2 separate regions of the Canis lupus genome follow, and region 2 is linked to region 1. The links are chromatin contacts, called in public Hi-C maps. All regions are on one chromosome and are shown on one strand. Each heading gives the region's core, a stretch centred on a gene start, on an enhancer-like site or on the middle of the called end of the contact. The rest is flanking DNA. Distances are from core to core; before and after follow the strand shown. Region 1 has its middle 150 kb from the start of DCN. Region 2 holds the start of BTG1 (protein BTG1).

Evidence for each region. Hi-C and Micro-C count contacts between places; a contact is called where the count stands out from the background.
Region 2: a Hi-C map of blood shows a contact between it and region 1, with 5 times the contacts expected there. The contact joins the promoter of BTG1 here to the enhancer-like site in region 1. A contact is called at or near these places in 3 of 9 Hi-C or Micro-C datasets (amygdala, blood and skin fibroblasts).

Annotation. Positions count from the first base shown.
Region 1 is chr15:32,328,156-32,334,264 of UU_Cfam_GSD_1.0, forward strand. No RefSeq gene overlaps it. Among named protein-coding and RNA genes, the nearest start is that of DCN, 150 kb to the left of the region's middle. Within about 2 kb of position 2,711, at least 11 of the 20 cell types and tissues checked have an H3K27ac peak or open chromatin away from gene starts, as enhancers often do. A contact at or near this core is called in blood, where this site is marked.
Region 2 is chr15:32,949,046-32,955,154 of UU_Cfam_GSD_1.0, forward strand. It overlaps BTG1 (protein BTG1), which reads right to left and starts at 2,464. Exons shown (of 2, transcript XM_038558635.1): 1 at 1,993-2,464; 2 at 1-1,196. The coding sequence starts at 2,140. The coding sequence ends at 829.

The DNA.
Region 1 (6,109 bases), core at 1,461-3,960:
ACAGGCTAAGATGCAGAAGGAGAAGACTTATGTTATTATTTTATTTTATTTTATTTTATTTTATTTATTATTTTATTTTATTTTATATTTTATTCTTTTGCCTTTCAGGAATTTAAATAGAAACACATAGACAGAACTGGACATTCACATGATCCTAAGAGTGTTACTATTGTGACACATTTGGTTTTTAGGCAGGGAAATATTAAACTAAGGAATTGTTCAGGTGACCAAGTCAGGAGCAAAAGACACCTGGCACAAGGAAGCGTGCAAATAAAATGCCAGTCTGGAAGAGAAAAATTGCAATGGATTAATTTCTGCTGGGGTTCAACATGCTCCACCACGGCAAACAAATAAGAATCATGCTGGGGCTTGATTTGTCAGATTCCTTTAATTTACTAAGACTGCATATTAAACGAAATTGTTAGCAGCTGGTTGTCTACAAAAACCTAGCTAAACTCCTGGGAGCTATTGTATAGCTGCCTTCTTAAAACCTGTCCCAGTGTGCACCAAATTGATGTTGGAATGAAAAAGATAACTCTTTCCAAAGTGCCTTATTTCAGCTACTCAAATCCATCTTCAGAAACCCAGGGGACATTTTTCCTGAACACTATATTCTGTATTGCTGAAAACAAGGATGGTTTCCTCCCAAAACTTTTTTGTACTACTCTCTTCACTCTGGTACAATTTTTGGTCAATTCCTTGGCCTCTGCCCACCGGATACTAGGCCATCCTGGCTCACAGAAGACCACAGCCAATCACTTTTGTAATCCTAGGCTTAGCTCTTGAATCTTGTCTCCTTCCTGAAGCTTTCCAGTTTTCTCAGAAAGCCTGTGATCCAGATTCCCTGCTCACACATGTCTAAACGGCAATCTGATGTCTTACGACTAGAGGCAAAAGGGGATTTTTCTTAAAACAATGAAACAAATCACAGCAGCGCATGAAGTCACAGTCCCAAGCTTAACTAAGAAATATTGGGAAAATCTACTATTTGAAACATGTCTTAAGAATTGGACATAGATCTGGCTTGGCTTTGCTTTTCTTTTCTTTCTTTCTTTCTTTCTTTCTTTCTTTCTTTCTTTCTTTCTTTCTTTCTTTCTTTTTCTTTCTTCTTTCTTTCTCTCTTTCTCTCTTTCTTTCCAGGAAGAGATTGTCTTTCCTATTAATAAAATTGATTTGGTATAAAATTTTGGTTCAGCGTGGCTCTTTTTCCACAGTTAAATAGATGTCTTCTAGAAAATCAGTTTCAGCCCCAACTTTTCCCATTTGGCAACTTTCATTTTCTGATATTAGATAATTAACAAATCGTGTGTTGTAATGCTTTGTCACCTCAAGAGCATTGGGGGGGGGGTAACGCTTCTTTGCCTACTGAGTAATGGCTTCAATGAAAGAACATGCTCAAAAGAATGCTTTATATCCAGGCATAAAACATACTGAATATTTATGATTTTAATTGCTACACACCATGTGCTGTGCATACTCGACTGTACATTTATATACGTCTTTAAAGGGCAAGAGGGAAGGATGCTCCTATGACTCTATAAGTTTCAATGAACAGGTCACTGAAAATTTCTATTAACCCAAGATAAAAATTCATAAAAAAAAAAAATTCTTTGGGGGGAAAAAAAAACTCCCAGGTTTTTTTCTCTGTATGGTAACAGGCATTTTTGCGTGTTTGTGAAAAAGAAGAAAAAAAAAAAACTACACGATACAGTGTGTTGCTTTTGGATAAAAAGGTAATATTGACTATTTCTTAGACTCTCTGTTTCTTCGCTAAATAGATAATTCGACACCAGGAGATGCAGTCCTAGTTCTGTTTGTTGTTTACCAAAAAACACGTGCTAATGTAACAGTGCATGAGTAATTCAAGGAAGAATGCCAAACACGCCGTGCCATCCAAAACGCGTTTTGCTGTTTGCTTTTTACTGTACGCCACTTTCCCTCTCCAGCTCACCCCCTCCACCACCAAGTATTTTTTTTTCCCCAGTGAAGCTAAAAATAGCCAGCCAGGCCTAACAACTGGTTTCTGATTGGCTCGGCGCAAAGGCCACTCAGCCAATGAGCGCTTCTGGGAACAAAAGCCATTCTTTTGTGTGTGAGATGCTCAACCCACGTCAAAACAGCTTCAGGCTGTAGAAATGATTTTGGTTGAGATTTAACAAGGTAATAATGCATTTCAGCCCTCTGAAAGGTTTGAAGCAGAACAAAGGGGGTAGTGAGATCTACAAAACAAATGGGGCGCTTAGGCTTGCAGGGGATGAATCATCCGGGTGCCTGAGCCGTGCACATTTGCAAACCCAGAAAAGCCAGAGCGCTAGGAAATTTTTTTTTCTTTCTTCCTGAGATTTCAGCTATTTTTTTTTTTTTTTTTTTTTGCAAACATTTTCTCTTCCCGAGTGGGGGCGGGGGAGCGATCAAAGGCGCTGGATTATGGCTATGCACAAGTTCTCTAATGCGGACTTGCTGGGGCACAGAAAGTAACTCGTCCACGAGTCCCCCCTTCAATCGCACAAAGAGAAAACAAAGACTCGTGGGCCTCGCCTCGTAGGCAGTCCGCTCCGGAAACTTTGGTTTTTAGGCATCAGAAACAGCTCCCGTTCTCAGGGTCAAGCAATTCCTGATTGATGCTGCGAGAGGTCGCAAGATAAGCAAACTACTGGGCGACTAGGGTGCAGGCAAAGGCGCGGACCTGCGAGTTTGGGCCACCTGCGCACCCTGAGCCTGCAGGGGCCGCTGTGACACAGCTAACGAGCCCCTTCAGAGCCTCTTTTCCTCCTTGAAGTCTTAAAAGAAAGGAGAAACCGGGGTTGGTAGGTGCCTTCCAGGTAGGACAAAAGGGAGTGGGGAGGTAGTGTTGGCAGCCCTCAAGCAGCAGGCTTCGGGTCATCACTGTGAAGCAAGGCACCCCTCAACAGCACGGGTGACTTCGCAGGCCCCCGAAGTGCTGCAGGGGACAAATGCTGCCACAGTCAACACTGGGAAGGTTGCATAACACGGAGGAGCTCAGAAGCTATCTCGTGGCCTTCAACTGGCTTTCTTGACCAGGTTATTCACAGACGGCCCGAGCATTTAGGGCAGGCACAAGGACCCACACTTGCACCGCTTACGTAGGGAACCTGGACAGTTACCAAGTCCAGCATAGTGTTGGCAAAAGAAATACAGATAACACATAAATTTTCTATATCTTCTCTTCCCAGAAAACTACGGGTTCACCCTCTTTTTTTTTTTTTTCTTTTGGTCTCCAATATAGCTTTTATGACAAGCGATTAGTGACTAAAACCTGAAACTTTGTTCTTGGTGTGGTATAAAAGGCCTAAGAAAATCAAACATCAAACAATAAAAATGGAATCATTTTTATTGTGTAATCAGGTGTAATCAAGGAGCAATATTTCTCAAGAGCTCCCCCTTTAAGGAAACGCATAGTCTGTCGTAAAATATTGCATTTGCTAATTATTGGTCCCAACTGTCTTTATGAGCTTGTATTAGATCCTTTGCCATAAAACATGGATGGGGTGGGGGGAGGGCAGGGGGAGCTTGCTGAGAGGAGTGGCCTGTGCACCTAACAGTACAAAAACTGGAATGATAGTGCATCATTTTTTTCCTCCTCTTCCCCTCCCTTTCCATTCCTTTCTTTCCCTTCCCTTTCTTTCCCTTTCTTTCTTTTGTACTGGTATGTGTGTACATGTGCTCAGTTTAGGATAGTCTCCTTCGGAAAAAGAAAAAAAAAATCGAATTAAGACATTATGGATGGACAAAGTATTGATATGCCGAGAAGCACAGCTAGAACCGGAGGCTGTAGATAATAAATCTGAAGTGCAGAGAATCACAGGCAGAGCCACAAAGCTAGCAGGTGTAGAGTCCTAAACAACTAAATCTCCAGAGGATTGTGTAGATGTGGTTTTCAGCATGAAATGTCTGGGGGCGGGGTGGGGGGGGTGGGGGGGGGGGGGGGGGGGTGGGGGATGTAGGTTCTGTTCTCTTGCAGTACTTTTGTGAGTTTTATAGTCTTGGCTTTGTCATATCAGCCCAGAGCCAGTTAAAGGAATCCATCACCAAGGATGTAGCTGCAACTGCCCATGAAGGGGTGTAGGGTGGCTCTTCTAGAAGGAGGTTGGAGCCGTTGCAGCAAAAGAGGCCCTTGGCCATGAGAGCCAAGTACCTTATCTCCCTATGCCTGTCAGCTGCTGACCTGCTTAAGCCCCAGCCCTGAAGGCTGCCACTATGTCATCCTCAGGGTGCTCAGGGAAGAGATGGCACAAAGGAAAGTGAGAGCCTCTTGTATCTTGTGGTACAACTCTGAAGCTTGAGCCGAAAGCACACAGGAAGTCACCTCCCTCAACCGTCTAGAAGCCTAAAGCAGCCCTCACAAGACACCAGTGCTGCTTCCTTGCCACAACTGGTCATCAGTAATAGGAAGCCTCACAGGGACGTCTGCACAGATTGTGTATTTTTAAAGAAATATTTTTTTCCTATTTCCCTCTCATTCTGTACCCATGCTTCCCTTTCATTTTGTACCCATGCTTTCCATTCCAGGGGGAAACAGACTCTGCCTCGGGTTCACCCCTTTGAGGAGGGATGTGGCAAGACAAGAAGCTGAAGACTTTTCAGGCCCACACCAATAAACCGAAACAGGGTCTCACTGACTGTGTGTCCCAGAAAAGTGGGTCTGGAGGCCTAGCCTCTGGATGAATGCTGGAGAGGCAGAGAGGCAGGATGACTCCAGAGTTCAACAGGAGGCATTGGAAGCCCACAGAAATGAGGTGGATCCAGAGAGAGCAGACACCAAGTTCCCCCAACCCTCCAAAAATTCCCACCTGGGAATGTTATACAACCATCAGAGAGCTTCCAGACCTCCTGGGGATCTCTTGGAGAGTGACAAAGTCAGAAGTGACCACATAACCCTGGGAGATGACAGGCTCTTCCCTGTTTTCAGGAAAATTCAAACCTCCCATTCTCTGGTGCTATTTTGGGAAGGCTAGAGGATTCCTAGACAATATGGTGAAATTGAGCCTTGGAGTTAAAAGTAGGTTAATTTACAAAAAGTAATGCAAAAGCCATTTCTTGCATATCTGAGATTTAAGTCCTACAAAAGCCATACTTTACATTTTCCAATAGCTATGTTATTCATCACTTCATTTGATCCAGAGTACAATCCTAACGGAGTTAGGTATTTATCATTTAACATTAACAAAGCATGCCATTATCATTTTTGTGTAATCCTTCACAATGCTCTCTGGGATTTATCATTATTATAATCTCCGTTTAATAAACATTTTAAGGGTTGGTAAACAATAAGTTGAAAGATTTGGCAAAGATCATTCGGGCTCTGTTGCTGGTGCCAAGACAAAATTGATAATTGAGGTACTCTCCTGGGTAATTTTATTTTCAAATCTCCTCTTTCCAGAATTACCTGTATCACTCAAGTTTTATTATTAACTCTAGAAACAGAAACACTGGAAAGAGTACTAGCTTGGAAGTTAGATTTTGAGATTAACCATTTTGTAAGGACTTAGGATTTAGTTAGTTACAGGTGCCAGGGAGAAATTGGTCATAGCCAGGAAGCTAGGAGATCAAGTCCAAAAGATTCAAAAAACAAGAAACCATACCCATGCCCTGTATAGAGAAGTCTGGTCTCCAAGACCAGAATCCTAGTAATTCTAGGATTTAGTAATTACTAGAGTCCTAGTAATTCTAGGACTCTAATTAATAGAGTCACTTCTCTACAATTCATGGAATATCTTCTACAAAATTGTAAAAAGGATTCTTCAGAAAAATATCTGCAATTATGACACTGTGAAGAGACAAAATATCTAGGTCCTGAAAAGCATAGCTAGGACTGGAAGCTATAGGTAATAAATCTCAAATCCAGAGAATTACAGGTAGGCCAACAAATTAGCAGGAAATCTTGGTCACAAATAACTTAGTTAGGAATCCATACCTCAAAAGGGAAGCCAGGCCCTGATAAGGAAGGAGTCAATATTTAGGAAAGGATCATTTCGTAGGAACTAGTGCAAATAGCTATGGATCCTCTGTTCCATATTAGGAATTATAACGAGTGGCACTCTGGCTGTTGTTTTTTCATTCATGTTTGTCAGCTACTAGGTAGGCATGA
Region 2 (6,109 bases), core at 1,214-3,713, 620 kb after region 1:
ATAATTTACCAAATAAAAGATGACTAACAAAGTTCACAAAATAGATGGTGGTTTGTGGAAAAGACTTTTACCCAATTAAGTACAAGGAAAGTTACAAACCAGACCTCCACTTTCTAAAAATAAGAAGTTTACTCAGTCTTAGAAAACTACAAGCTAGCAAATGTACAGAGAGCTGGCTGGTGCTAACACCACAGTTGAGACAGTGTCTTTTGAAGGGTCTTTTTAAAAGCCTGTTGCCATGGCAGATTCTGGTCACTTGCTACTCTCAAGGCCAAAAACACAATACAAGGTCTGACCATTTCCCCAGGTCATGCTTACTAGGTTTGTCTTATGTACATTTATACATATTTAAGTGCTAGGTAAAAGTCTTGTCGAAATTTCCAGTACTACCATGTTTAAAATGTCGAGCTTTCCTATTGAGCTGCCAAAAAAGTTAACAATTTTCAAGTGTAATAGTGCAAATTTCCTCTGCAAGATCTACTGCAGAGAAAGGTTCTTTGAAATACAGATTTGCCTTAAAGGGGTTGATGGGAAAAATGTTTCGGTATAACATCTGGGAGAAACTGAAACCACCCTAGGACTTCACTCCCTAGCAAATAAAGTGATCGTTTACTTGGACTCACAGGCTATTAAATCATTGAAAGGTACTGTCCAAACTATGGCACTGTCACTTTAAAAAAAAAATTTTTTTTACCACTCTATCTTGTGCCAGATCTTCACAGCTGTGACATGGTTTAAATTCCATAATCCATCCCCAAGAGGAGCCCACCCAAAGCAAAAATCAAATTTATCCATCCATTATAAGATGATCCATCCATAGACTATATCTTAACCTGATACAGTCATCATATTGTAGTTTTTGGAAGGGCTTGTTCGGCCCAAGAGAAGTTCCTCCTTACAGCTGATTCTGCTGTCTACCATTTGCACGTTGCTGCTGTTTTGAGTGCTACCTCCTGCTGGCGAGGCTTCGTACAGCACGCAGATGGAGCCATCCTCTCCGATTCGGTAGGACACTTCGTAGGGGTCAACCCAGAGTGTGAGTTCACTTGGGAGCAGCCTGAACAGCTCCTGACTGCTCAGTCCAATCCGCTGCGCTGCCTGTCCAATCAGAGGATCCATTTTATGGTTGATGCGAATACAACGGTAACCTGATCCCTTGCACGGCTTTTCTGGGAACCAGTGATGTTTATAATGTTCTATAGGAAGACAGGAGGAGGAGGAGGAGGAAAAGAACAGAGAAACAACACTTAGATCGTTACTGTTACACATCCCGCCGCAGCCTCTTCCCGCTTCCGCCGGCTCCTCTGAGAAGTGAAAAATGTGAAGCCACCAACTTTTAAAAAAAAAAAAATGCCCAGCGTTGCCCTCGCGGGGCCGAGCGTGCGCGGGGCCGGCCGGCGAGCGCGCGGGCCTGGAGAGGGCACCCGGCGGGGCGCGGGGCGCGGGACAAACCCATTCCCAGGAACCGACCGGTCGAGGCGGCGGGGCGGCCCCGGCGGAGCCTCTACCTCCTCCGGCCCGGGAGCCGGGGGCCCGGCCCGGCCGCGCACAATGGGCCTGACGGCTTCGGCGGAGGCGCCGCCGGGCTGTTCACCCCGAAGGGGAGGAAAACCAGCAGCCCTAAGCCCCGCGCCGGGCAGGGCTGTAACCCGGCCGGGGACGAACCCAGTGATTAATGGGCCGCGGAGGGGGCGCGGGGAGACCCCGGGCCGGGCCGCCGAGCGCACGACGGGCCGGGGGGGGGGGGGGGCGCCGGAGCAACCCCAGCCCCGCAGCTCCTTTGTCCCGTCCGAGGGCCGCAGCTCCCGCCCGGGGGCCGTAGTTTCTTTGTTGCGCGCCCGTCCTTCTCCCCTCCGAGGGCCGGCCGCGGGGCGCGGGGCGCGGGGCGCCGCGGGGGCCTCGCCGGGACCCGCCGTTAGCGGCCGCCCCGACGGCCCGGGCCGCTCCCGCCCGCGCCCCCGCCCCCCCGCCCGCCCGGCGCGGCCGCCTCACCTGCCAGCAGCTCCTGCAGGCTCTGGCTGAAGGTCTGCAGCTGTCGCTCGCTCGTGAGCCCCTTGGTGCGGAGGAACTTGGAGATGAAGGACACGGCGGCGGCGATCTCGCCTATCATGGTGGCGGCCCGGGTGTAGAAGGGATGCATGGGGGCGGCGGGCGGGGCGGCCCGGGGCGGCCGGGGCTCGGCGGCGCGGCCCCGACGGCGGAGCGGCCACCCCGGGCTCCCTCGCGGCTCACAGGGCTGAGAGGAACAGAGGGCGGGAGGGGCGGGCAGCTACTTTTTTTTTCTCTCTCCTTTATAGTAAAAAAAAAAAAAAAGTTATTTTCACGACAGGAGGCGGCAGGCGAGAGGAAGAGACGAGCGACGGCGGCCTGGTCACATCGCTCGGACTTCCCCAGCCGCCTCCGCGTCCAGCTCCGCAGCCTCCGAAGCTCCCGACAGTTGCATTTCCAGCTCGGAGGGGCGAAGAGATGCAGGCGCCGTGCGGTAGCTTTTATAGCGCCGAGAAAGGAAGTGGCGTAGCCGGGGGGGGGGGGACGGCCGGCCGCAGCCAATCCGGAGATCGCACCATTGTGACGTAGCGGATTCGGAGCCGGAGGGGGCGGGCAAAGGGAGCAGGGGGCGGGGGCCGGGGCCCGGCCGAGAGGGAGGGGCTGACGTAATCCGCTTGTAAACAAATAAACTCCCGAGCGGCGGCGGCGGCGGCGGCGGGCTGGGCCGGGACGCGGGGGGCGGGGGCGGGGGCGGGGGGCCGAGCGCGGGTGCGCGAGTGAAAGCCCCGCCCCGGGCCGCGCTCCTCCCCCCGCTGGGGCGGCTGCGGGACGCGGGGCGCGGGGCCGGGGGCGGCGGGGCTCGGCCGGTCCGCGCGCGCGGGCGCCGGAGGTGCGGACCCGGAGGAGCGGCGGCCGCCCGGGGTCGGGGCCGGGCGCCCACGGGCTCGCGGAGGCGGAGGCGGAGGCGGAGGGGAGGCGCGGAGCGAAGGCTCCGTAAAGGTCTGACTGCAAAATACAGAAAAGGGCAGCGTCGGGCTGCGGCCGCCGTAACTTCGGGGCGCAGAGGAGAGGAGCGCGGACCTTGGGGAATCCGGCCCCGCGCCGCCGGCAGAGCCCGGCACCCCAGATCCGTGTAGACGCGGCGCCCGTAAAGTTTAAGCGGAATTGGGGGGTGGGGAGGCAGTATGATGCCTTTTACACCGTTTATACCCTAACCAAAGGTTGGCTGCTCTTCTTCCTCCCCTCCCCCCCATCCAGTCCAAATAACTGTGGGGCCCTTAGAGTGCTGCTGCTCATTAGAAAAACAGAAAAAAATAAATAGTGAATTTGGAGCTTGTCAAAGTATTAGTCGTAGGCATCTGAGTTTACTGGAAACCCTACTGGCGAAACTAGAAAAGAAAAAAAAAAAGAAGAAGAAAAAAAAAAAAGGACTGTTGTACTAGGGCTGAGCCTGCTAAAATGATTAAGCCCAGGAGAGGGTTAAGCCTGACTCGGTTAAGGAGGAGGGGGCAGAAAAAGGGAGATGGTGAGTCCCGGCAGATGGAGGAAGCAAACAAGAGGCAGAAGTTGGACTCCACCAGATGGAAATAAATATCCTGAGTTGAGTTGGTCATCAATATTGCAAAACACACCACTTGGAGTTGTGTGTGTGTGTGTGTGTCTGTGTTTTTAAGTACTGAGCCAGCGGGTATAGAAATGAAGCAAAAGGAGGATGTTGCAAAGCGGAGGGAGAAGACATTTATTGTTTAAATGGAACACGTAAAACTGGGTTTGAAGGAACACCCTTGAGATTGTTTATTCATCCATACACAGTAATTAGTTACATGGGAACGTCCTAATTTTCTTTGGACGAATGCATCAAAAATAATGGTAAATGAAGTACCTCTGTGTCCTTCCAGGACTTTTCAGATAGAACTGTGCTTAAAAATAAAGATCATGGTCATTCATTGAGGACGTGAAACCCCTTATACTACGCAAAAAGGAGGTAGGGAAACAGAAGTAAATTTCTGGCTGACCAGAGCCCCAGCACAAGGTCTTCTGATCTCCCTCCCAACCCCACCCGCCCTCAATCGTGTGCTCCGTTCATTTCCCTCACTTTATCAGTCATTTGAGCATGAGATGAGCAATCAAATGAAGGTTTTTCTCCTCCAAGCCTGGTCTCCAACTTGGACTGCTGATAATTCTGAGCTTCATTTGACTCTTCTGCAAAAAAAATTTATGAAGGTAACAAACTGCTAGGATTTGAACTCAGCCTCGTCCCCCAAAGTGCATCTTCTCTCCACTTATAAGTGCCTTCCCAGGCAGCGGCTGGACCCCTTCTGAAAGCTTTTAAAATCAGTTGAATAGGGTTACCAGAAAGTTAAACTCACCTCCACACTGTTCTTTATTGCATGTGTATGTTTCCTTCTTTAAATCATCCTTTTAAGAGACAAATGGATCTAAGAAATTACTCTTCTACCTGGAGAATTTAGGGAGAGCACTGGGAAAGAACTGGAAATGAATATTGGTCCTAAATGCAAGCTTTCCATAGTGCACAATGTCAATTACTGACAATTTTCAATTCTGGACATACATATGTTTAGTAATATTTTTCCAGAGGTGGTCTCATCTAAAAAAACAAGCTAGTGTATCTTGACAGCTTTTGAATTATAAAGGCACTTTCTCGTTTTGCTGTTAGGTTAAACTACAGGGCAGTGTCAACTACAGTTGACCCTTGAAAAACGCAGGGATTAGGGGTAAGGAACCACAAGCAGTCAAATCCACCTATTACTTTTGACTCCCCCAAAACTTAACCACTCGTAGCCCATCGTGGACCAGAAGCCTTACCAATAGCATAAATGGTCAGTTAAGGCATATTTTGTATATTATATATGTTAGACACTGTATTCTTATAATAAAGTAACGCTGAGAAAAGAAAATGTTATTAAAATCACAAGAGAAAATACGTTTACAATATAGTATAACATTTATCAAAAAGGCCTCCTGTCAGTAGACCCCTGCAGCTCGAACCCGTGTTGTTGAAGGGTCACCTGTCTTTACAAATCCAACTCTTGACTGTAAGAGGCAAGTTACTTGCTTCTCTGCATACTATTTTCTTCAGAAGCTTAAAGGTTATTGTGAGGACTAAGTGGAATAACTATAGAGACTAATTTAGCACTATCTCCGGCACTAAATAAGCATCCACTGGCTTATATCGTCATCAGGCAATTTGATAATATTGGATTTATTTCCCAAACCTAGAAAAATTTACATTAAAAACAAACAAAACTTAGGAAGCCTATCAAAGCAAATCCAGGAAATGAACCTCGGTTTCAAAATCAGTTTGCAAGTAAAAGCACAAATGTCTTTGGAAAGAGCATTCAGGAGTTCAGAAAGCCCTTTCTATAGAGGTAACTATTGGACAACTAACTAGAATTTCAAAGGGCTGGGGATTTATTGTCCCATCCCTCAGCTCAACTGTAACTAAAACTGTTTGCTCTGGCCTACAAATCAGAGCAACCTATACACTTGTTGAGTATTGTGTTTTGCAACCAAAATGAGAAAGTGGGAAAAAAAATAAAGACTTACATAGGGCAGGGGAATAAACTTGTTTATTTCATAGACTAGTAAAATTTAAGGATGAACACAAGGTTGAAAATGTTTTATTTTGCCAAAGAATTTTTTTTTAATCACATTACCATCTGCTATCACTATCATTTTGGGAAAAGGATGACATTTTAACATCCCCAAAGTAGGGAAGGTATCCATATTAGAATAAAGCATGGTCTTCTAATTGAATAATTTTAAAGTCACTAAATGCCACTTTTTGCATGTCATCATGGCCCTGCACTGGGGAACTCATCTAAACTATTAATCTATGAAGATGATAGCTCTAAATGAAGCTATTATGCTGTTCGTTTTATATGCTAGTCCCGCTGCCTGAGATAGCCTCTCCCTTTCCCCTCTCCCCAGCTAATTTCTGCTAGTCCTCCAAGAAGCTTTCCTGACTCTGCACTTGAGTAAATGTCTACAGTATTCTGCTTTGCTTTCCGCTGGCTCTGGGACTTAGCAAACACCCTAGATTTATTGTGTTTGCTAGTCTCTCTTTCTAGTCTGTAAATTTTTGGGAGCAGGCATCCTA